7 separate regions of the Mus musculus genome follow, and regions 1, 2, 3, 4, 5 and 7 are each linked to region 6. A link is a contact called in public HiCAR-type, HiChIP or PLAC-seq and promoter capture Hi-C data. All regions are on one chromosome and are shown on one strand. The core of a region is the stretch at or near the end of the contact, and the rest is flanking DNA. Distances in the headings are between cores, read along the strand shown. Region 1 has its middle 46 kb from the start of Gm51769. Region 2 overlaps Zfp365 (zinc finger protein 365). Region 3 overlaps Arid5b (AT rich interactive domain 5B (MRF1-like)). Region 4 has its middle 21 kb from the start of 4930521O17Rik. Region 5 overlaps Arid5b (AT rich interactive domain 5B (MRF1-like)). Region 6 holds the start of Nrbf2 (nuclear receptor binding factor 2). Region 7 has its middle 22 kb from the start of Zfp365.

Region 1 (3,248 bases), core at 456-2,955, 550 kb before region 6:
CTCCCTAGCTGACCTTCAGTTCCCTGCCCCATCATTTGGCTTCCCTGTGCACTCCAGGTCTGCGTGCACTCCAGGTCTGCGTCTTTTTTTTTTTTTTTTTTTTTTTTTTTTTTTTTTTTTTTTTTGGGTTTTCAAGACAGGGTTTCTCTGTATAGCCCTGGCTGTCCTGGAACTCACTTTGTAGCCCAGGCTGGCCTCGAACTCAGAAATCCGCCTGTCTCTGCCTCTTTGTAGAGACCCCTTCAGGCTCCCATGGAAAGATGACCTCCCGCTTCCCAGCAGCCTTCTGGGCAGTTCTGGAATCCTGAGTGCTCCCCTATTCTTTGTGCACCAATAATTGTCACTTCCTTTCCATCTTCTGGAAGATCACCAAACATCTGCCGATCGTTCTGGTTTTGTCTTCATTTTGGTTTCTCTTTTATTGTCTTTACAGATACTCCAGCAGAATTTTCAAAGGAAGTGTAGACAAATGTATTTGCATAGTACATTGTTTTGGACTCGTGCATAATTTGTATATGCAGGGACACATGTGTGCACACATGCATAACTACATGAACCAGGCTTTATATGACATTGGATTTTGTCATATATATGTATATATATATGTAAAATTAAGTATAATTATTATATATGTCATATATGTCACATATATGTCATATATGTGTCACATATATGTCATATACACACACGTATATACATATATGTCACATGTATGACAATTATACTTATATACTCTTACATTATATACATAAATATATATCATATATGACATATATAGTAATTATACTTAAATTATTAAAAGTATGATTATCAAGGGGGCACAGGTGTCCCACTTTACGCAGAAGATCAGAAGACAACTTTCTGGCCGAAGACCTTCCACGTTAATATGAGTTTCAGGGACCATCGAATCCTGGTCCTCAGGCTTGTGCTGCAAACGTCTTCTCTGCTGGACAGTCTCACTGTATCCCAAGTCACCCCAGTGTCATTTGCCTCTCCTTGCCACTGTGTTAATGGAATTCTTTCCAGAAGAGCTTTGAAAGTCATTTCTCAAGGCCATTGTAAAAGAAAAGGGTTGTGTGTGTCTTTCAGCTTTTTAGTGTTTTGGAAGTAACATTAGCTGGGTGTTTGTTAGTGTCTTTGTCTCTCTGCATGAAAGAATTAATGATTCAAACTCTGGGGCTAATGTGATTTACACATAGCACTCAGTTGAAATTACATTTTAAGAATAGGAAATATTATACACGAAGATCACCTGACTCTGGACGGTAGTGTCTTGTTGTTGTTTATTATTTTTAATTCTGAACAATATGAACCAGTATATTCTTATCAAACTATTGTGTTCCATCTCAAACCCTAAGGGTGGGTTGGCGCAGGACAGTAGCTGAGGCTGGAATCAGAGTGGGCAAATGACCCGCGAAGGAAATGACCATCTTATGTTGGATCTCAAACCTCCCTAATAAATATTTATCCGTTATTGCTAGTTCTATGAACACTCACAGGATACAAAATTCAGATCTACGGCCCTGTGAGGACTGTGGGAGCATCCACGTGCGGAGGGAGGACTTCTGTCTGCTCAGCCCAAGATGAAATGCCGATTGAATTGAAATCGGCACTTTCCAGGAGGAACGGTGACTCACACTGAGATGACCAAAATGGCATCTGGTTCCCATCGTCTTTGTTTCGTTCTTGGACTCCATTCAGAGGCACTTCCTTCCAGCTGGGCCTTTCAGTGGTATAATGTGAAGGCAAGATCCACAGAAGTGGGTTTAGAGGAGGGAATTAAAGAAGAAAATGCAGCGCGCGGAGGAGACGGTGGAAAATTACACCCAGATGGGCGCGGGAGCGGATGGACACACACCCGGATAAACATGCGCCAACTGAGATAGTTTAGAGAAACGGGGCGAGGCGACGTATACGATCTTTAATAGGGGGCAAAGAAGGTTTGATCTGGATGAAGGGTTTGAAGGCAATCTGCACGTGAATGTCATTTCTGTCTCTGGCCTGGGAAGCGATATTGTAGGTCCTTCTTTAAATCATGCCTTCTCCATGATTTATCATCAGTTCTGCAGACCAGCTGCGACCTCCACGGTGACGCCCGTTTTTCTGGCTCAGAGATGGAAAGGTTCTGGTAAACTCCCAGGTTTCCCAAGAGGTGGGGCCATCACCTAGACAGGTGGGCTGGGCTTTGTTGCTGGACCAAGCAACTCATCAGACAGGCCACAGGACAAAGGCTGGAAGAGGCAGAGTAAGAAAAAGAAAAAAAAAAAAAAAACGTGTCCAAACTCCCTTCTCCTGTTCCCTACCCCAGCAGGGCTTCAGCCAAAAGGAGGATTCTTTTACAAAGAGACTCACGTATTCTAGACTCCTTGTACCTAAATTAATTTTTTAAAAATCAAAATATCACCAAACTTGTCTGATCTGCTCGTCTCCAGAGGCAAGCAGCAAGCATGTCTGGAGGGGCCACAGCAATGATAGAGATGGATGAATATTGTTTGTTCTTTGGACCATTGTGGCAAGCTGATCCAAGCCATGAAAAAGTTAAAGGCTATTCACTGAGCGTTTGTCTGGATGGCTATAATGACATGTGTCAGTGAACACTGCAAAACAATGCTACAGCACAGAGGGTTGTATACCCCACGAGAGGTACAGATAAAGCTAAAAGCATGTGACCTCTGATTGTATGAAACTTCCAAGGACAGCACAGACGTGTGTGTGTGTGTGTGTGTGTGTGTGTGTGTGTGTGTGAATTCTCATTACCCAGATAAACCCAGAGTCATCTCGGCTTTACATTCAGACCAGGAATCCATGAATCTAGGTGCCCCTGGGACCTGGCAGGCATCATAAATATATGAGTCTAGCCAGAGGCCAACAATTAGAAATAAGAGAATCTGTGGTGAATGGAAAGCCACAGCCTCATTGGAAGATATTCAATTTTATGTTAAAAATGGCAGAATCAAAGTGGCTCATATTGGGCCTGGAAAAATAGATCTATTGGTGAATGGTGGGTACGAGCCCTAGTTTAATCCACAGAATCCACAGGAAAATGAACAAGCAAAGAGCTAGGCATGGTGACCTGCACTTACAATCCTAGTTTCAGGGAGGCAAAGACAAGCAGATTCTTGGGGCTTTTAGCCAGCCAAACGAGCCTGCTTGGCTAATTCCAGGCCAGTGAGAGACCATCTCTCAAAGTGACGACAACAACCAAACAGCCAACCCAAGGTGGTGATGGGAAGGGGCAGCTGGAGAGA
Region 2 (3,347 bases), core at 133-2,632, 610 kb before region 6:
TCACTCAGCCTGCTTCCCCAGCCTGAATGCTGATCTTTGAAGAGTCGTAGGAATAGCTATCACCCATGTATTTTAGTCTTGTAATCAAACATTAGCATCCCACCGCTTCTGGTCAGATATACATATGTGGAACTTTATGTGTGCACACACAATGTACATTAGTGATTCTTCTTCGCTCCACCCAATAGTTACCTAGCAACAGGCAGGTACAAACCTGGCTTGTTATAAAAGAACTGTTTGCTTTCATGCTTGCTCTTGCTCTTGCTCTTGCTCTCTCTCTCTCTCTCTCTCTCTGCCTCTACTCCCTTCTCAGTCTCCCCTCCTCATGCCCCCAAATAAACTTCATTTTATATTACACCCGTCATATGGCTGGCACTTGAGGAGGGGTGTGCCTCAGCATGGGCCTGCTAAGGCACCTCCCCCCCACATCAAACCAAGTTTTATAAAACATATCAACATATATATACTCACACAGCTATATAAACATGTAAGCATGTGCATATTCACATGATACACTCGCACATATAGACTGCACAGTATATATGTATATGTATGTATGTATATATATATGTGTGTGTGTGTGTGTGTTTGTGTATATATGTTTGTGTACAAGGTACACAAAACAAATTCCTTCATCCATGGTAGAAAATTAAATATTTATGTTTGTCTGTTTCCTGGCTCAGTCACATGATCTGCCTCCAGCCAGCTGGCTCAACCGAAGGAATCACTGGCTAATCCAAATGATGCTCCATGCAGTAGAGATTGTAATGAGCAGTTTAGATATGAGAGCTGAGTGGCTGGCGTGATCACGCGGTAATGAAAGGACCGGCCTAATTGATGTAGATTGTTGCTCTGGCTTTGGATGGACCCAGAGTACAGAGTGAATTCAGAAGAGATTAGGCACACGTATTGATAGTTTATCCTCTTGCTTTGTGTCTTCGCCAACTCTTCCTTGGGTCAAGTTGGGCTGTCTGCAGACTCTACAGTGGGAGTGGGCATGCCCCCTCTCCCTTGTTCTCCCTCCCTCCTTTCCCTCCCTCTCTCTCTCTATCTCTCTTTCACTCCCCATCTCCCCCCTTTCCTCTCCTCCCCCTTCCTCTTACTCTCATCATAGTCATATGCACCCGTCTATAAAATAAGGAGCCATGTCTTTGATATAATCAGAGAGCTGTGTCTGCTCTCTCACACTGAATGCCAATATGGAGACAGAATAGCTTGGCTGTTTTTAGCAAGAAGAACTTTGAATCAGGATTTGGCCCAGCGTAGTGTGTTACAGAGCTCCCATCTTACCCGGCTTCTGGACTGACCCAGAACAGTTACCTAGTACCACACAGGAGATGCAGACATGTCTCATCTCTCCCTGCCAGCACTTCCATATCCCTCCGCCAGGGTGATGAGAAAATCACTCCGCTTTTCCCACCCTCCAGCCCACACTGCAGGATGCAAGATGATGATCCATGATGATCCACTGCTCTCCTGCCGCTGCTGCTGCCCGCCCTCATTCCCTTTCCCCTAGAAAGGCCACTTCAGAGGGAAGGGCAGTCTTCACATCGCTAAGTGGGCTGCCTCTTCCAGAGGTGATTGTTAGCCCTGCGTCCTTCTGGGGATGCTTTGTCCCCCTTCACCTTCTGTGCCTTTTCTGAAACAACGTTTGGCATTCCGCATCTTTCCCTGAATCCCCTTGGGCATCTGTGTTCTTTTTTTCCACCTGGCTGGCTTCTAAAAATATAGGTTGCTTACTCAGATTTTTTATCTTTGTGCTCTGAAAAACGCTGTCAGATTAGACACAAAGTGACCTAATATCCCATCTGCCAAAAAAAAAAAAATTAATGCTCAGAACCACTCAGATATAGGCTTGCAGCTTAGATAATCTTGTTTTAAGTACTGCATTCATTACCTCCTGGCTGTTAATTGAGGGCTAGCAGCAATGCACTTAACACGTATTTATTGAGGGCACAGTGCTTATGAGGTTCTGATGCCAAGAACAAAACAAACAAGTCCTTTTTCTCTTGTGTGGAGGGGACAGCGAGCAAATCAGTCATGGCGTTCCTGCATGGTAACTACTGCAGAGATGGTTGAAGACGAGTATGTTCGAGGTGTTCGGGGAGGGGCATTGCTTTGGGGCAATGGACCTAAAGCTCCCTAGTCTTGGACTTTGCCTTGGATAACTTTCTGTGGAAAGCCAGAAGCAAGATGTTCCAGGCAAGGACAGTGTATCACGGATGGAAGGAACAAACTTGGCACGGTTGCATGGTAGGAGGCAATGCCAGAGAGCTGCAGATTGCAAGAGGAGCATTCCCAGCGTGCAGGGAGGGTCTATTCCCAGCGCGCAGGGAAGCAGGGGAAGGCTTTGAGGGCGGGCGGAAGGGCATCAGAAGGAGAGATGGTCAGAGGCTCTTGTGATAGGAGCAGAGAGGAAGTACTTGGGAGGGAGCAGCAGAGGAGGAGAGAGGATTCAAGAGGATATGCCTTGGAGTAGACCTGAAGAGGCCGTTGGGAGCCGCTGGAGGGCCACTGAGGTGAGGAGAGAGGGCAGGGGCATCAGGAACGACCTGGAGGTCTTGGTCTGAACAGGAGGGTGCATAGGACCATTACTTATTACAAAACTTAAGACAAGGTGGAGGGCCAGTTCCGCCAGACCTGCGGCAGTTCAAAACAGCATGCCTAGAATGTAGAAGCCTATAGGCCCAATCACCATGGGTCCAGCCATCTGCACAACATAATTATTTGGAAAAAATAACTGAATAAGCAATAAATAATAAATATTATTGTTGTAGTGGCCATCATCATCATCATCTCTGGATGGCCTGGAACACACTATGTAGGCTAGTCCAGCCAGGAACCCATAGAAGCCAGCCTATCTCCAAACACTGGGTGGGATCAAAGGAGTGCACCACCACTCCAACCTTGTCATTACTTTCGTGTGTATGACTATGTGTGCACATGGATATATGTGCACCATATGTGTGCATTGGAACTGGACCTAGAGATGGCTGTTAGCCACCATGTGGTACTAGGAACCACCAGGGTCTTCTGGAAGAGCAGCGAGTACCGCTTTAAGAAAAATCACAATGTGATTGCATCATCGCTCCATTTTCATTTTCTCTCTTCAGCTCCTCCTATGTCTTACTCTCTCAAAACCATGGCTACTTTTTCTTTAATTATATGTGTATATATATCATATATATTATATATATAATATATGTAACATATATGCATAAGTTTATATTCTTAAATACACAGGTACCACTTGTTCAGTCTGTATAATGGCTGCTACATGTGACAATTCAGGACTGATCACTTGGTATTGGATAATGTGAAGGTTTGAATATGCTTGACCCAGGGAG
Region 3 (3,193 bases), core at 131-2,630, 820 kb before region 6:
CTGTAGGCTCTAGAATTTGAGCTGGATCTTAAAGAGGTAAGGTTAGAACTTGAGTCCATCATCAAACAGAGAAGGAAACTGGTTTTAGGGCCGGGAAGGTATGACATCACCTCCCTTGAAATTTCCCGTAGTTCCCAATTCTGTGCCATGGATATGATGATTAAAATGAATTTAAATTTTATAGGAAAGGCAATCCCCTTTCGAACATGCCTGTAAAGGAGTGGAAAGTGAGATTATGATTTCTAAGGCCTTGGTTTCCCAAGCCTGTGACTCAGAGGCAGGTAATGATGCTTGGTCCTCACTCCCTCCAGAGAGTATATCCAGCAGGTAGATTACTCCATCCCTCATCCAGAGTGGAGTTGCCAGTCAGGAATTATATCTGCTTCCTGGCTAACATCTTGTTCATAGGAATTCATGTGGGCAGACTCTTTTTCTCTTTCTGCAACACCGCCACCAAGCTAGCTCTCCTTGTCCCCTCAATACTAGAGGTCCAGCTGTCCCTTACTGACACACAGTAGCTGGAAAAGCCAAACTCATCTCGCTGCTGTGTTAGCATAGCTGCTCTTGGCCTGCCTGTATCCCTACCCCACCCCCACCCCACCCCCAGGCTTGCTCCCTGGACGGACCAGAATCTGGTCACTGTCCACCTCCCTCTCGCTGGAGTGACCTTTTACCATCCGTAAAGAACCTCTGCACAGAGGCCAGTCAGTAATTCCAACCCAAGAACCTCACTCTTTAAGCATGCCTAAAATGTTCTGGGAACTTCCCAATGCCTGGATATTTCAAGAAACTCAAACAAGACTCTAGCCAGAGCTCATAGTTTGTAAGCATTAGCAACAGCATCTGAAAAAAAAAATCTCTATTTAAAAATTCTTAAATTTGCCTCTGGGTTTGAGCTGTAATGACTAGAAGTTGGAGTTTACGCTGTTGAGTGTAGAAACAGCCCGAGGCGCACACTCTTCAAGCTTGTCTGTCTGCTGTGCTGAGAGCCATGGCAGGTTCCTTTTCTGCCCGCCCCCTCTGGAAAAGCTCGCCAACCCGCACTTTTTCCATGCCCAAGTCTTTTCTTGTCTCCTTCCTGTCCATTTATTGTCTCCTTTACCCACCTCCCTGCCGTTTGGACTTGGAAAACTCAACAGGTCCACCCACCCAAACTTTCCTGCGAGTTCTCATCAAGCATGAATTTAAATTTGAGAATAGATTATGTGCCTTAGCCTCTTTCCTTTTTTTTTTTTTTTTAATGATAAACAAGAGGCTTATGGTTTCTCTCTCCTCCGGGTTTTATCATTAAGATTAAGTAACCGCATTCTCAGGCTTGCCACTGTACAAACATCTTTTCAGTTGTGAGAGGAACAGACTCACATCTTCTTCACAAAGGATCTATTGAAAAATCAGAAAGCATGCTTCCAAGAGAGAAAGCTGGGGAGTGCTGGGGGGCGGGGAGAGGGGAGGGAGGCTCAGATGACAAAATGAATGTAATTGTTTACCCTTAAAATATATCTTTAGCTTGGCCACTGAAAAATCTCTTGGAACATTGTGTTTTGGTACAAGTTGTTACAGAGTTTGTCCAAAGTCATGAGTTGCTGGAGAAGGTTTCAGAAGCCCTGGCAATGGGTGGTGGCTTCTAGTGTGACTGGGAGTTGGTGTGATAGCCTTCACTGGGAGTTGGTGTGATAGCTCTCATTAGGAGTTGGTGTGATAGCTCTCATTGGGAGTTGGTGTGATAGCTCTCATATGGACTCCCACCTGCCATCACTTCTGGGATACATATGATGCTGAGAATTTCAGTGATGCTTATAGACTCACGAAAATGGTGTCCCCCGCCCTTGAAATAGATCCATGCAACTCCAGTCAGGGCTAGTCGTCGAGAAGAATCATTTCTACCCATCTATTGTCTGGCACTGTGGAGGGTTGGGAGCTCTCTATGGTCAGTCCATCCTCTGCAATGAGAGTGTATTATCTCTGGGGCATGGAGTTAACCAACCTCCTAACCCGTTCTAGGTTGCTTCAGCATGGTCTTCATTTGAGAGGCATGGGAATGACATCAGTCTAGGCAGAGAAATCCTCAGAAGTAGTGAACAAGCATCGCAAAGCTAAGCTGAGAAGAACTCCAATAGAGAGATCGTGGGAAACTATGGCCCCGCTAACATTAAGTGATGGAGGGAAAATTTCTCAGAGAAGCCATTCTTCAGTATCTCTTAATGGTTATAGCAGATTGGGCCCCATAAACAAGGCCAACCCATCCTGGAGCATCCTGGCACGCCTGTTGTGGTGGTGTACATCAGAGAAGAAATGTGCCCTTCTTGCAGGCTGTGGGGTTGCCTCTGATGTGAGGTGTAGACCCTTTCTTGGATGACCCTGTGGATTCCATGAGCCTGTTACCTCTGAGAAGAGAAGGCTCACACTGATCTCTCAGACAATCTCATAGAAGCCTAGAACTTTCTTAACTTGGGCAGGTGCGATCAATTAGGGTACCTCCTAACAAGATTATGTCTCAATCTATGAAGATGGCCACCTAGATGCTGGGGCAGGAAGCTCTGCCTAGCACACCTGGGTTGAATTCCAATTCCAGGACTCAATAGCTGTGTGCCACCATCTAGTTGATGGTTGTCCAACCCAATGACGGTACAACATGACCTTGTTATCTGCAAGTATGTTGGGGCACATTCCTAGTTATCCTGGCATGTATATTATCCATGACCCACAGGTCAGACACCTTGATTCAGTTGTGATCCTAATTTTTGCTACCCATAAAATGAAGTCAAAATAATATTCGTGTGGCTAGCTCTCTTTATAAGTGTTGAAGGGAAGACATGAAAATCCCTGGTATTAATAGTGACTTAATATGGTGGCTGCTATTGCTATTATAATGCCTAAGCAATATATGATGATAACCTGTGCCTGGGTATAACTTGGTGGAACAGCACTTACTAGTATGGATAAGGTCCTGGGTTCCACAGATACATAGCATAACTGATTTTCTCTCTGCCTTTCTACCCTTCCTCTACCTGCCTCAAGTCCTTATAACCCTACTTCAGAGCACCCGTCATCTTTATCTACCTCTTCCACACGGGGTCACCTTGATAGAAGCCAAGCCATCCTCTTGCTGGGTCTCTGAATAAAACACCTTTTCATCTTCTGCTCACTGTGCCTCACACGCACTGTCCAGGATGCTGCAGAGGGTACTGTAAAT
Region 4 (3,459 bases), core at 849-3,348, 670 kb before region 6:
ATTGACCATCATAGGATAAGTTGAAGTAAGTCCAGAGCAACAGAAAGTTGATACAAAACCTTCCAAGAATAGGACAGATGACAACTGGGTAGCAGGAAATTGTGATGGTGACACAAGACAGGTAAAATGGCTGGAACAAGTGACCCTGACACACTTGGCTAATTCTATACTAGTGGCAACTCTACCAGCGGCTAGATGTTAGTTTTCTAAGTAAACGGCAGGTGGTTTTGAAAGTGGGGGAAAAGATGGGACCTTTAATGAGTTCCTAAGCTCTTTTCCTATCTAGTATATAATCATTCTTATTTATTTATTTAATGTTTGTGTATGTATGTGTGTGCATGCATTTATGCACATACAGATGACCACAGAGTCCAAAAGAGGGTGTCAGATACCTTGGAATGGGAGTTACAGACTTCACCGCCATGTGGGTGCTGGGGAGCAGATCCCAGTTCTCCGCAAGAGCAGCAAATGAATGCCCTTAACCACTGAGCCATCTCTCCAGCTCCGGAGTCTCTCTACTACCTCCCAGAGCCCTAAAAACACAGCTTTTCATTTTGACCAATCATGTAAGTAAGTGGCACCTGGCCCAGTTTCCTAATTATTACTGGGAGAGATCACCCGAGTGCAGCAGTCACTTAGACTAACAGGTCATGGAAATGGTCATGTTGGGAGCGCATCCCGAGGTGAGCAACTCCATCTCTATGGTGATGGCCTACTATTTTCCTGCCAGCCGTTCCCGAGGATGCTCCGTAGTTAAAGTTCAATGCTGAATCCTCAGGGCTTTCTGGGTTGCTTTGCTTCTCTGAGATAGAGTTTGGTAACACTCAAATAATTAAAACTAAACCCCGATTTATGATGGCTTTCTTTTCTTCACGTGAGGCTTCTGGGGTTCGTTCACTTCCAGCTGCCCAGATGCTTGCATGTTTGTAGGTAGGCATTGCAAATGGAATCTGACTTCCTGAGCCCCCAGTTGCCCATATACTGTATGTATCAAGCTTATAAAACGAAGTCATAAAGGGAAGGAAGGAAGGGAATAGAAGCTCCCAAGGGAGATTAAAGAGGACCAAAAGTTTCTCCTGGGATGGTTCCCATGGTAAAGAACTCAGAACACAAGTCGGACGGATGGCGGTTCAGCTGGACATTGACACCTGTGCAAGATGCACCACTGTCTCTTTGAATACCTTTTGTTTAATAAATATCGATTTATTCTTCATCTTGACTTTTTTGGCCGTGCTACCAAAGTACTTTTGCCAAATAACCTCTTCGTTTTTTTAAACTCACATTATTCTTAAAAAAAAATTCTGTCCTGCCCTTCATATAAACTTGTAACACATTCCCCTTTGACGGACAGCAACTAGGCAGGCGTATTTATCCAGGAGCCATTTCCCCAGCCCTTGCTGATGACATCTTGGATTTCATCTTAGAAAACATCTTTCACTATAGATATTGTGCTGGGTAGGTTTTTGCTTTGTTCTGTTTTTGTTCTGTTTTGTTTTGCCAACTTGACACAAAACAGGGAAGAAGAATCCTTAGTTGAGAAAACGCTTTCATTAGAATGGCCTCTATCTAGGTAAGTCTGTAGGTCACTTTCTTGATTGATGCTTGGTATAGGAGGTCCCAGACCACAGTGGGTCATGCTAGCCCTGGGAAGGTGGTCCTAGGCTGTACACACACACACACACACACACACACACACACACACACACACACAGAGAGAGAGAGAGAGAGAGAGAGAGAGAGAGAGAGAGAGAGAGAGAGAGAGAGAGAGAGAGATTGAGCTAATTATGGGGAGCAAGCAATAAGCATCATTCTTACATGGGTTCTGCTTCAATTCCTGCCTCAGCTTTCCTACCCTGACTTTTTCACAATGGACTAGAACTTGTAAGTTGAAATAAACCTTTCCTCCTTGTTGCTATTGATCATAGCATTTTATCACGGCAATAGGAAATGAAGACAGACTTAAAGAGGATTCTGAACTCCCTGTCTTGATTTTTCTGCTACCTTAAAACGGCCTCAACAGCTATGGGAATTCTTGTGTCTACAAAACTCAGAACTTGAACTTGAGAGGAAAGTTAATATTTGTTAGGTAAACACTGGGAGATTTTTCTTCGGAGGCTTAGTGTTTTTTAGTTCATTTTTCATCAGAGTCAAGAAATTACACTGTGGAGAGAAACCACTTAGCACATTTCAGCTTATTCTTCTAGGAGTTAAATTGGAAGAGAATAAAATGAACTTAAAAAAACATTTGAAACCACTTTGATGTAGTCTTCTGCGAAGGGTCTGCTCATTTCAAAGCTTGACATGGAGCATATAAGAAAGCATCAATTCAGAAATATTAGCTGGGACACACTAATTTGAAAATATTTGTTGTGATGGAAATGAGAGAAATGGTATGCCCTGTTTGTTTGAGTGATTGGAAAACTCACCTGGAGGAATAAATGAGCTTTTTCTGGGATCTGACATAGAAGACTAGGAGCGGCCACACACAGCTCATTTAAAGTGGGGTTGTTGCGATACCTTTTACTATGAAAATTTGAACCCTTTGTAGATGAACCCAAGCCGTAGTTTTGGAAAATACAGCATTCTTCATTCCATTAAACTAACTGGGTATTCCGTAGCGCTGTCCGTACAATAGGAAACTCAGAAGGGCAAGGAAAGAAAACATGGCAGCTTACTGCATAATGCAAGGAGCAGAGCTCCTTGGTTTACTACTCTGCACAAAAGGGGCCTCCCTCTGCTCTGAATTCCATAACAGTGAGGGAATTAAGAGCTGACATTGCACTGAGGCGGTGGCTCAGTGGATAAAATACTTGCCTTGTAAGCATAGATCTCCAAGTTCAATCCTCAGCAACATTTGTAATCCTAGCAGTGGGGAGACTGAGACAGGAAGATCTTTAGGGCTCACTGGCTGGCCAGCTTAGCCTACTTAGTGAGTTCTGAGCCAGTGAGAGGTCTGGACAGTTCTTATGGAATAGAGTTTGACATCTGGCTTCCACGTGCATAGAGCGAATGTGTATGCATGCCCATGCACAAGTCATAAGTCATACATTAACTATTGCTATCTGCTAGTGCATGTGTGCCTGTGCACAGATGGAGTCATACACACACACACACACACACACACACGCACACACACACACAGAGTATCTGATTTGATCATCAAATACTTGGTGTTGCTATCTCCTATTGATACCCTTGGGCTATTCTTGGAAGTTAAGGCCTTTGGGAGTTACCATATATCACACCAATCTCTGGTGACTCACTACCATTCCTGAGGCTCTTCGGGGGGGGACTTTCTGAAGCTCTACCATGCCACCATTGCCAACCCCTGCAGCACCAGACTCAGAGATCTCCCTTCTGTTCACAGACGGCATTTCAGGGAAACTGCCCATCTACTTTTGGAACAAAACAGCAGCTAAGTAAGCAAACACACACCACCTGTCTTGGGGTGTGGCCCAT
Region 5 (3,214 bases), core at 22-2,521, 840 kb before region 6:
GAAGAACCATGAAGTATATGCCTCCCTTTATGTCTTAGTTGGGGGGGGGGGGGAAGAAGAGGGTTCCATTTGTTCTATTTGGGGTTTTAACTGTTCTCTACTCTTTCTTTTCTGGCAAGGAAACATGTCCTATCCCATTCTAAGCTGATGAAAAAGCCATCAAGTCATCATCAAAAAATCTGCTTTTTTAGTACACTGCTCAATGTTGTGTGCAGCCATCAACCACAGATAACACATGACAATGACCCAGCATGGAGAGCTCCTCCAGGTGTCTAGAAAGAGAAAGCGGATAAATGCATACAAAGAAATAAACCTCTCTCTTTTATATAAAATATACAGTATTGGGCTATTGTTATGGAAACCGGGTTTAATCAAGGAGCTTAATGGTGGTGCCCTTTGGGGGAATAAAATGTATCAAAGGGAAAATCAGCCTTCTTCCCAGATATTAACACTATTTTTTCTGGTTTGACATGAATGTACTGTGAAGAAGACAAAGGACCCTGGCACAACCTGGCCAACTGTGGCCCTCTGGACACCTGTTTGTCAATAAAGTTTTATTGACATTCATGTCACACCCTTGCTAGACTTGAGTACTTGCATCAAGTCCACAGAGCACAAAAGCCTGCTATGTGCTCTTTTATAGAGCTTTGTTGCCATCGTCTAGAAGCATCCTCACTCAAGGGTGTCTTCTGTGGAAAGTGTCACTTACAGATGTCTTTTCAAGCCTTCCGAGACTTGATTTGATATACTGTTATTATTACTTTTTTTTCCAGGTGAAAGGAGAGGCCAGGTCAGCCTTGACCAAGCCGAAGAATAACCACAATAACTGTAAAAAAACCTCAAATGAAGAAAAGCCAAAGCTGTCTATTGGCGAAGAATGCAGGGCAGATGAACAAGCCTTCTTAGTGGCCCTGTATAAATACATGAAAGAAAGAAAAACGCCCATCGAGCGAATTCCCTACTTGGGTTTCAAACAGAGTAAGTATCCTTGCTTTTGTTTCTGAAAGATCAGAATTGCTAAGATTCTTTGAAATTGCAAGGCGGCGGGCGGGGGTTAGGGAGCGGGGAGTGGAAAAAATGTTGTTGTTGGGTTTTTTTTTCCTTTTCTTTTCTACTAGTGATTATGTTGAAATCCTAATCTAGGCAGGGTGTTTTCTGTTTATAGTAGATCCACAAATTGTCCAAGCCAAGAATTTTCTCCCTGCCTCTTTCCGCTGCATTGTTGCCTTCTGGGACAATTGCAGAGATATTTATAGGCAGAAGTCCGAGGACTGTGACTGGAAATAGACGTGCTGAAAGCTTCTTGTTTTCTGTTTTGTCAATCTGGAGTGTCTGCAACTCCTTTCTTATGAGATAATGATAATGATGATGATGTTGCCTTATCAGGCACAGATGTTGCCTGTTCAGAGACAACTTCTAAAAGAAAGATGTTTAAAAGTAGACCAAACAGCCATAAAGAGGGGGAAAAAATCCCTTTAGTTTTAAACCTGTTGTTTTCTTAAAGTCTGAATTCAAATCAAATATGAAATAAAAAGTTGAAGAGAAATCCCAGTTTGTAGCAACTTTGAGCTGGCTGTGCGTCTAGGTGTCTTCATGCATAGACAAGGAAACTCATAGCTTGTGCAAACTTCCATTGTAAATGAAAAAGAAAACCCAGATCTTGCCCCCCCCCCCTTGCACCCTGGAGTTCACAGCCAAGTATATTTTGCTATCTGGATTTCCTGGTGCACAAAGCTATGGGCTCCTCTGGCTTGAAATAGTATTTTCTCCAAATGCGTCTCCCTAGATTAAAGCCATGTGTCATTCTGATGAAGAGTCAAACCTGTATGTTTTACATAACAATTTACATAGCTAATAGCAGCTGGCACCGATTACAAGAGATCACTCGAAGTCATTATAAACTTATATAATGGCACATGATTACAATGTTTGTCTGAAAACTGGCTGCTCAAATAGAAGTAAAATCAATGTTCTATGAAGAGCTCTGTCCCGTTATCAGTGTTTCCGAGAACAAGGCCAAGGCAGGGCTCTTTTAGCCTTGACACAGTACAAGGTTCACTATGGCTTTGCAAGCATGTTGTGTCAGAGTCTTTTGACATTTTAATTCCCCATTTGGTTCAAATCCTGCACCAAAGGATTACTTGAAGTCCAATATTCTCACATTCCAAGGTATCTGGTACAAAACGAGCAACCAAAAATATCTCAATACTAGTTTGAGGCAAGCTTGTTTGGCAGCATAACCAGGCAAACCCTAAACTCCGGATTTTTTTTTTTTTTTTAAGTTACAGTGTTTCCTAACATCACACAGCTATCCAGGCCCAGTTAAGGAGTTAAGTGTGCTTATGACTCCATTTCTCTGTGAATGACTATCTCCCCTTACTGTGTGACTCAAGTCAGGCATGTGACCTGTCTGTTTTCTACTCTCACGTGCCAGCCACATGTTGGCAAAAATACAGCCAAGATCCTTTACTATGGCCTTGTTATCAAACAGTCTAAGAAGGTAATCATATAGTAAAGTGACTGTTTACTGATCACAGAGAAATCTTATCTGGAGGAAGTGTGACTGTCCTAGCAAGGCCTTCTCTCAGAGAACTGAGCAAGCCCCACACCCCTCTTCTGAATTCCCACACATTCCTCAAGGTTCTTCGAACATCTTCTCTTCCTCTGCAGATGATAAGACAGACAAGACTATGCTGTTTGTCCTTAAAGTCCAACAGGCACTCTAGTGTTGCAACTCTCTCTCAAGAAATACTTTTTAAGGGTTAAACATAGTAGATCCTATAATGTTGAACTCTCCTCGAGTGAATTATTTCCTAGAAATTTAGCTCTCTGGGGTGCAGACAATTGGGTTTTTGTTGTTGTTATTCTTGTTGATAGAGGTGATTGGGTTTTTTGTTATTATTTTTTCTTTCTTTCTCTTTCTCATTGAAAAACAAAACAAAAATGTTTGAATTGACGTTTCTTGGAAGTGTGTTAATGCAATGCTTATCTAAATACTTATTGTCCCTCTAACAGTTAACCTTTGGACTATGTTTCAAGCTGCTCAAAAACTGGGAGGATATGAAACAGTAAGTGTTTAAGCAACTTAAATGAAATAATTTCACAATCTAACTCCCCCCCCACCCTACCCCCATCCCTTCTGTCTCTGGCCAAAATGGAGGAAAACTGAAAAGCAAGCACGCCATCATTGGCTGCCTTTCCCAATGGCTCTTAC
Region 6 (3,490 bases), core at 901-3,400:
TCTGTTGTTATGATAACACCTTGACCAAAAGCAATATTGTAGTGGGGGGGGGTGGGTTGGGGGGAGGTTGGTTGGTTTACAATCCCAGGTGGCAGTCCATCACTGAGAGAAGATGAGTCAGGAACTCAAGGCAGGGACTTCTTCAAGGTAGGTCTGCTTGCTATTCTCAACAGCATTACCTCTGATGGAGGAACTTACTTCACAGCCAAAGAAGCAGAGCAGAAACCATGGAGGGCACTGTTCTCTAAGCTGAGTATAATAATCTCATGGAGATTATTATAATAATCTCATGGAGGGCACTGTTCCCAAGCTGAGTATAATAATCTCAGCTAACACTTCTATACAGCTCAGGACCACCTGCCTAGGGATTATCCCATCCACTGGACCTGTGCCCTTCTACATTAGCTAAGACTCAAAACAATCCCTGCAGACTATCCACCAGCCAATCACATCCGGGAAATACCTTAATTGGGGCTCTCCACTTAGGTGACTCAGGCAGTGTCAGTTAAAGCTAATCAGGACAGCCATAGAACAAACTACCAGATACAATGGCTTGAGACAACACACATACTAAATAACAAATGCCATAGATCAGGAGTCTGGGCCTGGCCCGAATGGCTCCTTGTTTGCATCTTCCAAGCTTCAATCAAGGTAAGTAATTGGGGTCTGGTTAGTACCTGAAACCTTAGGGCCCACTTCACAACCCATGTGGCTTTTGAAATCATTTTAGATATATATGCTATATATTATTCATATTAAGTTATATATGTCATCTCTTCCTCCCCGTTTACAGATGTTGTACATTGCCTCTGCTCTTTCCTCGGCTGGCTTTTTAAGGTTTCATATTAAAAAAAAAAAATCACATCCCAGGGGGCTGGAGAGATGGCTCAGAGGTTAAGAGCACTGACTGCTCTTCCAGAGGTCCTTAGTTCAATTCCCAGCAACCACATGGTGGCTCACAACCATCTCTAATGGGATCTGATGCCCTCTTCTGGTCTGTCTGAAGACAGTGACTGTGTACTAAAATAAATTAAATAAATAAATCTTAAAAAAAAATCACACCCCAGGTGGGTTTCCTTTAACACCCAACCTGCGTCTCCACGTCCTCCAATATTACAAATTCTTAAAGGTACATTCATGTGGTTCTTTGAAGTTTTTTTCATTACAGAATTTGGTACTGTAAAACCTCCAGGTAAGGGGCTGGTGAGATGGCTCAGTGTGTAAGAGCACCCGACTGCTCTTCCAAAGGTCCGAAGTTCAAATCCCAGCAACCACATGGTGGCTCACAACCATCCGTAATGAGATCTGACGCCCTCTTCTGGAGTGTCTAAAGACAGCTACAGTGTACTTATATATAATAAAAATAAATAAATCTTTAAAAAAAAAAAAAAAAAAAAAAAACCTCCAGGTAAGCCCGGTTTCCTTCACACAATATGTTAGTTGTTCTCTCAGCTCCTCTCCATCTCCCTTTCTCCATAAACCATATCTACTTGCCAGTGGGTGCGGAAACAGAAAGACCTTAGCACAGTGATTTAGTACATAGTTGTTGAAGAACGGTTATACTTGGTGGCTTATAATCCTTCTTGCTTTAGAATTAGTTTGTGACCCTGGGGTCACTTATCTCTGTCAAATCCTCTCGGTGGAGTGGAGGTATGGTGGCACCTGCTCATATGCTCGACACAAGACTGCCACATGTACAAGATCTGGGCCACAGACTCTCTGCCAAAAGGCAAAAAATATGGAAACCTCCTGTAAGGCGGATCTAGTGCAGGGTGTTAACTTGGCTCAAATTTGCTTTTTAAAAAAAAGTCAACGGAGATAGAACAGAAACGGAGAAGGAGGGGTGAGGTACAAGGAGAGGACCTGAGAAAGCCTACGGGAAGGAAGAAAGGTCAAGCGTGCAGAGTGACCTTATTAACCAACTAGCCAGACCCGGCTCATCACGTGACAGCCGCCGCCGAAGTCTAGCAGAGCTCCCTCTCGCGAGGAGAGGGGCGGTTTTTGTCACTTAGCTGCTGCCCCGCCCCTAGCCCCGCCCACCCCATGCTCTCACCCCAGCCGCGCCCCCTGCCTCGCGCCGGCGCGTGGCGACGTCACGCCGCCGCGCGCAGCGACGCCGGGACGGCCCCCCGCGACGCGACGTCGGAGGCGGAAGTGGCGCGGCTGTCGCTCTTGGGCTCTCACTGCCGGCTCCGGGTTCTGCGAGGAGCCTCCTGCCAGCCGCCGCGTCTCCCTGCCCTCGCTGCCCCTCCATGTGCCCGGGCGCCGCCGCTCCGCCTCGGGCCGCTGCTCACCCCGGGGTTTATGGAAGTGATGGAAGGACCCCTCAACCTTGTGAGTGGTCGCGGGCTGAGTCGGGGACCGGTAGGCTGCGGGGAAACGCGGGCTGAGGGGGTCAAGCGGCACTGAAGGGGGAGCCGCGAGCTCATGGAGGGGACCCTGATCCCCGGGGCTCAGGCCTCTCCCTCGGGGCCCGTGGCATCTGCCCTGCTGGGACCGCGTCCCAGCGCCACGTAGCCGCCGCCTGCAGGCCGCGGGCAGAGTCGGGGTGTCGGGGCCGCGCCTCGCACACCGCACCCCCTCTTCCCTGCTGCCCTCGCAGCTGGGCTAGCGAAGGCCCCTCTGAAACAGCTGGATCGGAACCCCAGTCCACGCCCCGCAGCCCGGTGCCTTTGCTTTAAGGCTCACGAAAGTACCAGACGTGTTTGCCTTTCTCAGAAACACATACAGAGAGACACACAGGGGGCCGGGTCATTATTGTTTGGGGCAAAAAGGAACACACACACACACACCGCCCCAAACAACCCCACAAAACCCCAAACCTCCCACAGTTCTGTTCTAAGTGTGATCACAGGACATCTTCGGGTTTCCTGGGAAAAGGTTCATGAAATTCAGATGCAGACGTCTGGTTCCTTAGTGTTGCGGAGTAAAACTTTGCAAGTCCCAAGTCTGTAGGTGGTTTGCGATGATGCGGAGGGATTGAGAGCAGGACCGGGAAAGATTGATTGCTTCCTTTGGAACTCTGCCCTCCCTCCCGGCTTGGAAGAGCCTGGTCCGTGCTGTGCAGAGAAGCCAGAGTCTGTGGTTTCAGACTATGGATTTCTGGAGCCAAACTCCTGGATTTGAACTCGGGCTTAGTCACCTAATAGCCTCAAGAGACCTTGAACAAAAATTTTCACTTCATTGTTTTTTTTTGTTTTTGTTTTAACCCTCGTTCGTTGTGAGGATTAAAGGACTGAATAGATAAGAGACACGTAGAACTGTACGTTATGGATGGAACATTGGAAGAGTTAGTTGCTCCAGTGAGACCGTAGCCCCTGTCACTTAATGAGATTTGGGAGTGTTGAGCGTCAACGCTGGAGAGTGAACACCTAAAGCTATGGTTCCATCCCTGGCGCCAGGTTTGCAGCTCCGAGAAATCTACCCAAGAGTTACTAATTTAGACCCTGCGTCCGTTTCTAAGTGGATTACACTTCAGGCTAATGAGGCT
Region 7 (3,399 bases), core at 31-2,530, 650 kb before region 6:
CTTTGATAGGGATACATATGGAAAAAGATACCCTCTGAGGGCAGAGTTTTCAGAGATTGTTCTTCTCATGAGGGTAAAGTCCAATGTCACGTAGTGACTGTATGGTAATCATAAGCCAGGTGAGATCTGAATGCCAAACTTATTTGTATGTCATAAGTAAAAGCTAATCAAAGTAAAAATCCAGTTTCACAGACTGGCTTTTCCCTGCCCAGTCGCTACAGCCTCTCTCCTGTATTCTGTTTATGAGTCCTTTATTTCTGTTATCTCAGTGAGATCTAGAATTAAGGGTCTGGACCTTTAATCCTCACTATCGAACCTTAATTCAGGACAAGAGTTTATATACTCAGTTGAGGGGTATAGATTAGGGTTAGATCTTCAACTTGACACTCAGCAATGAAAAAAAAATCTTGTTTTTGTTGTTTTAAGACAGGTCTATATAGACCATCAATTCGAGTAAGGAAAGACAAAAAAGAGAAGTATATAAATAGAAAGGTAGACAATCAGGTCAATGCATCGCTCATTGGTTAATGGCATTGGCCACTAACCCGGCAACCTGAATTCAATCCCTGGGGCCCGCATGGGTTGGCCAGGCAGTGGTGGTTCACACCTCTAACCCTAGCACTCGGGAGGCAGAGGCAGGTGGATGAGTTCAAGGTCAGCCTGGTCTACAGAGTGAGCTCCAAGACAGCCAGGGCTACACAGAGAAACCCTGTCTGGGAAAAACAAACAAGTAAAACAGAAATAACAAACAAACAAACAAACCAAAACAACCCAGCAATTTCTGAAAGTTTTCTTTAATCTACACACACACACACACACACACACACACACACACACACACACACACACACGCCTGGCATGTGCACCCACACACATATGTACACAAACTAAATTGCTTCATGTAATATAACTATTAAAAATGAATTATTTAGTACCTGAGCATGTGTTTCAAATAGAGCAGTGGTTCTCAACCTTCCTAGTGCTGCAATCCTTTAATACAGTTCTTCATGTTGTGGTGACCCACAGTCATAAAACTGTTTTCATTGCTACTTCATCACTGCAATTTTGCTCCTGTTATAAATTGTAATGTAATCTGGTAGTCAGGATATCTGTATGTGACCCTTGTGAGAAGCTTGTTTGATCCTCCCCAGAGGTTGATAACCTTTGAGGTAGCGGGAAAGGAGTTTTGCTGCCTTGTTAAGTTTTCCACTCAGAGACCTCAGCTTGCCTTGCTTATCATGCGACTTAACCTTGTGAGTCACTTCCTCAGAGTCCCATCTTCTCCACGGATAAACTGGATCTCCAACATCCAGGAAGTGTATGAATAAGCTCTTATTCATCATGAAGGAAGAATTTGAATACTGATTAGTATTTCTGAAGAGGAAGGACAAATAAGAGATAAATGGTGGTTGACTGACTGTCCCACAGTAATAAGCACACCAAAGCAGGGTTGTAAGGAATAACATGGGAGTCCTTTCATCTTGACAAGTTAATGAGAAGGAGTCTTTATCTTACTCCATGAAGATGTTTTTAAGATGTATGTGCATGTACAGGTGTGTGTACATGTGTGTGCATGTATGTGTACATGTGAGTGCCCATGTGTGTACATGTGTATTCATGTACACAAGCATTTATGTGCATACATGTATGTATGTGTTCATGTGTGTATGTGTGCACATTTATACATTCATGTGTATGTATGCATGCACACATGTGTACATGTGTTTGTGTGTTTTGTGTGCTCATGTACATGTGTATATGTGTACATGTATGTGTACATACTTATATGTTTGTGTGCATGTGTGTATATACATGTATTATATGTGTGTATGTGCGTGCGTGTTTATACATGTGTGTGGGTGTCTGTGGAAGCCAAAGGAAGGTTTAGGATACCCTGGAGTCCTGTGGATACTTTAACTCTGGACTCCTGGACTTCAAGTTCTGTAAGAAAAATCGATTTCTGTGACTTTAGCCATCCAATAAGGCAATTTGCTGTGGTAACCCCAGGAGCTACCATAGGGTGAAATGGAATCTCACTCGCAAGGACTCTCCTCTGCCACAGCAGTGTGAGAGCTCAGCTAAACAAAACATGTAAGCCAACAGAATTGATTCTGTTCCCATAGCAACAAGTTTCAAAACAGCAGGTAAAGGCTTCTAATGTGCCAACCTGTACCTAAATGTAGTGGCTCCCATCTTGGTTTCTCAGTCTGGATTCCTCCTTCCTGAAGGAGCTGCCTGCTTTTGTCCTGGCAGCACCAGGCAGAGGATGCCTTAGGTCAGAGTGCATATATGCTGACCAATGAGAAGATGGGAAGAGAGGAGAGAGCCAATCCGTTCCCTTCAGAGAGGAAACCAGGTTAGTAAATCTCCACTTACATTCTGAAGGGAACCAAATATCCATCGTCTGCTGAGAGGATGTGGAAGTACAGTCCTTATTCTGGGTAGCAATGTGTCAGGTGCAAACAGGTGACACATAAGATGGTCGAAGGGGACTGAGACATGGTTGATTAGGGGGGGGTGCGCACACAGTGGGACGGGTGACATGATTACGCGTTAAGAACATGTTTTGCCAAGACAATGAATGTTATCAATGCAGAGCAGAGCAGAGCAAAGACCAGATACACTGTAATTAGAGCAGTTTGTAAGGTATTAGTTAGGGGTTGGAGAAAGGGCTCAGAGGTTAAGAGTGCATACTGCTCTTGAAGAAGATCCAAGTTCAGTTTCCAGCATCTAAATAGGACAGCCCATAACTACCCGTGGCACCAGCTCCAGAGAACCTGATGCTGTCTTCTGGCCTTTATGGACAGGCACGTACATGTAAACACATATATACCCTAGCACGTACACTATTAAAAAAAAAAAAAAGATTTGATGAGCTGTGAAACCAGCAAAGTCCATTCGGTTGGGCAGACCCAAGGATAAAAATAGTACAGAAAAGTGAAGAGTCTTAGAAGTGACTGTGAGTCATCACCAAATCCACAACGTGGGATTCCCGGGAGTGAGGAGCGGTAGAGAGCACAAGTCAAAGAAATCAGAGCAAAAATGTCTCAAAGTTGCTGGAAAAACGTTGAGCAACAAATGCGACGCTCAACAAATCCCAAGCAGACTACATTTAATGATTCCGCACCCAATCCGTCAGTGTTAATCTGTCAAAGAGAAGAGAATTTTAAAAGCAGCAAGACCGAGCCAGTGACTCATAAGGAGAACGTGGAAAGACATCTAAGGCTGGGGTGCGGGGTGCGGGATGCGGGGTGCGGGGTGCGGGGTGCGGGATGCGGGGTGGACACACTCAATAAAAGATAGTTTTGTTAAAGGAGCTCTTGTTGGAGAGGCAAGAGCTTCCAGCCCGCGCAGGAGCTGGGCTGCAAGCTCTCTGGAGGACTGGGTGCTGCTGCTACT

What was found. Promoter capture Hi-C pulls out the DNA fragments that hold promoters and counts their contacts. HiCAR-type assays count read pairs that join an accessible place to other places. HiChIP or PLAC-seq counts read pairs in DNA pulled down with a chosen protein or histone mark.
Region 1: a contact with region 6 is called in an H3K27ac HiChIP or PLAC-seq map of SST interneurons, with 10 times the contacts expected there. The contact joins the enhancer-like site here to the promoter of Nrbf2 in region 6. A contact is called at or near these places in 3 of 39 promoter capture datasets (3T3-L1-derived adipocytes, cranial neural crest and hippocampal neurons), 1 of 15 datasets of contacts at CTCF or cohesin (the NIH/3T3 cell line), 1 of 484 Hi-C or Micro-C datasets (bone marrow-derived macrophages), 9 of 115 datasets of contacts at active chromatin or transcription factors (SST interneurons, bone marrow-derived macrophages, embryonic basal ganglia and 2 more) and 2 of 9 other capture datasets (liver and macrophages).
Region 2: a contact with region 6 is called in a promoter capture Hi-C map of hippocampal neurons, with 2.7 times the contacts expected there. The contact joins the enhancer-like site here to the promoter of Nrbf2 in region 6. A contact is called at or near these places in 8 of 39 promoter capture datasets (the 3T3-L1 cell line, embryonic stem cells, frontonasal cranial neural crest and 4 more), 3 of 115 datasets of contacts at active chromatin or transcription factors (all in embryonic stem cells) and 1 of 9 other capture datasets (embryonic stem cells).
Region 3: a HiCAR-type map of astrocytes shows a contact between it and region 6, with 2.4 times the contacts expected there. The contact joins the enhancer-like site here to the promoter of Nrbf2 in region 6. A contact is called at or near these places in 3 of 39 promoter capture datasets (cranial neural crest, hippocampal neurons and liver), 2 of 115 datasets of contacts at active chromatin or transcription factors (astrocytes and embryonic stem cells) and 2 of 9 other capture datasets (adipose tissue and liver).
Region 4: a promoter capture Hi-C map of stem cell-derived epiblast-like cells shows a contact between it and region 6, with 3 times the contacts expected there. The contact joins the enhancer-like site here to the promoter of Nrbf2 in region 6. A contact is called at or near these places in 3 of 39 promoter capture datasets (the C10 cell line, cranial neural crest and stem cell-derived epiblast-like cells) and 4 of 115 datasets of contacts at active chromatin or transcription factors (the NIH/3T3 cell line, embryonic stem cells and microglia).
Region 5: a contact with region 6 is called in a promoter capture Hi-C map of liver, with 4 times the contacts expected there. The contact joins the enhancer-like site here to the promoter of Nrbf2 in region 6. A contact is called at or near these places in 7 of 39 promoter capture datasets (the 3T3-L1 cell line, cranial neural crest, embryonic stem cells and 3 more), 2 of 484 Hi-C or Micro-C datasets (embryonic stem cells and liver), 3 of 115 datasets of contacts at active chromatin or transcription factors (embryonic hindbrain, embryonic stem cells and forebrain) and 1 of 9 other capture datasets (liver).
Region 7: a FOXA1 HiChIP or PLAC-seq map of pancreatic cancer cells shows a contact between it and region 6. The contact joins the enhancer-like site here to the promoter of Nrbf2 in region 6. A contact is called at or near these places in 1 of 39 promoter capture datasets (stem cell-derived epiblast-like cells), 5 of 115 datasets of contacts at active chromatin or transcription factors (embryonic stem cells and pancreatic cancer cells) and 1 of 9 other capture datasets (macrophages).

Annotation. Positions count from the first base shown.
Region 1 is chr10:67,835,043-67,838,290 of GRCm38.p6, reverse strand. No RefSeq gene overlaps it. Among named protein-coding and RNA genes, the nearest start is that of Gm51769, 46 kb to the right of the region's middle. Within about 2 kb of position 1,705, at least 30 of the 459 cell types and tissues checked have an H3K27ac peak or open chromatin away from gene starts, as enhancers often do. A contact at or near this core is called in the NIH/3T3 cell line and SST interneurons, where this site is marked.
Region 2 is chr10:67,892,331-67,895,677 of GRCm38.p6, reverse strand. All of the region lies in intron 3 of Zfp365 (zinc finger protein 365), which reads left to right. Among named protein-coding and RNA genes, the nearest start is that of Zfp365, 19 kb to the left of the region's middle. Within about 2 kb of position 1,382, at least 24 of the 459 cell types and tissues checked have an H3K27ac peak or open chromatin away from gene starts, as enhancers often do. A contact at or near this core is called in hippocampal neurons, where this site is marked.
Region 3 is chr10:68,108,193-68,111,385 of GRCm38.p6, reverse strand. All of the region lies in intron 8 of Arid5b (AT rich interactive domain 5B (MRF1-like)), which reads left to right. Among named protein-coding and RNA genes, the nearest start is that of Gm51770, 41 kb to the left of the region's middle. Within about 2 kb of position 1,380, at least 25 of the 459 cell types and tissues checked have an H3K27ac peak or open chromatin away from gene starts, as enhancers often do. A contact at or near this core is called in astrocytes, where this site is marked.
Region 4 is chr10:67,950,525-67,953,983 of GRCm38.p6, reverse strand. No RefSeq gene overlaps it. Among named protein-coding and RNA genes, the nearest start is that of 4930521O17Rik, 21 kb to the left of the region's middle. Within about 2 kb of position 2,098, at least 6 of the 459 cell types and tissues checked have an H3K27ac peak or open chromatin away from gene starts, as enhancers often do.
Region 5 is chr10:68,126,553-68,129,766 of GRCm38.p6, reverse strand. Arid5b (AT rich interactive domain 5B (MRF1-like)) reads left to right here. Exons shown (of 10, transcript NM_023598.2): 6 at 774-978; 7 at 3,016-3,068. Among named protein-coding and RNA genes, the nearest start is that of Gm51770, 23 kb to the left of the region's middle. Within about 2 kb of position 1,271, at least 48 of the 459 cell types and tissues checked have an H3K27ac peak or open chromatin away from gene starts, as enhancers often do. A contact at or near this core is called in liver, where this site is marked.
Region 6 is chr10:67,283,941-67,287,430 of GRCm38.p6, reverse strand. Nrbf2 (nuclear receptor binding factor 2) reads left to right here and starts at 2,150. Exons shown (of 4, transcript NM_001036293.2): 1 at 2,150-2,334. The coding sequence starts at 2,305. It overlaps Gm46200 (a long non-coding RNA gene), which reads right to left and starts at 1,998. Exons shown (of 3, transcript XR_001779690.1): 1 at 1,911-1,998.
Region 7 is chr10:67,932,537-67,935,935 of GRCm38.p6, reverse strand. No RefSeq gene overlaps it. Among named protein-coding and RNA genes, the nearest start is that of Zfp365, 22 kb to the right of the region's middle. Within about 2 kb of position 1,280, at least 19 of the 459 cell types and tissues checked have an H3K27ac peak or open chromatin away from gene starts, as enhancers often do. A contact at or near this core is called in pancreatic cancer cells, where this site is marked.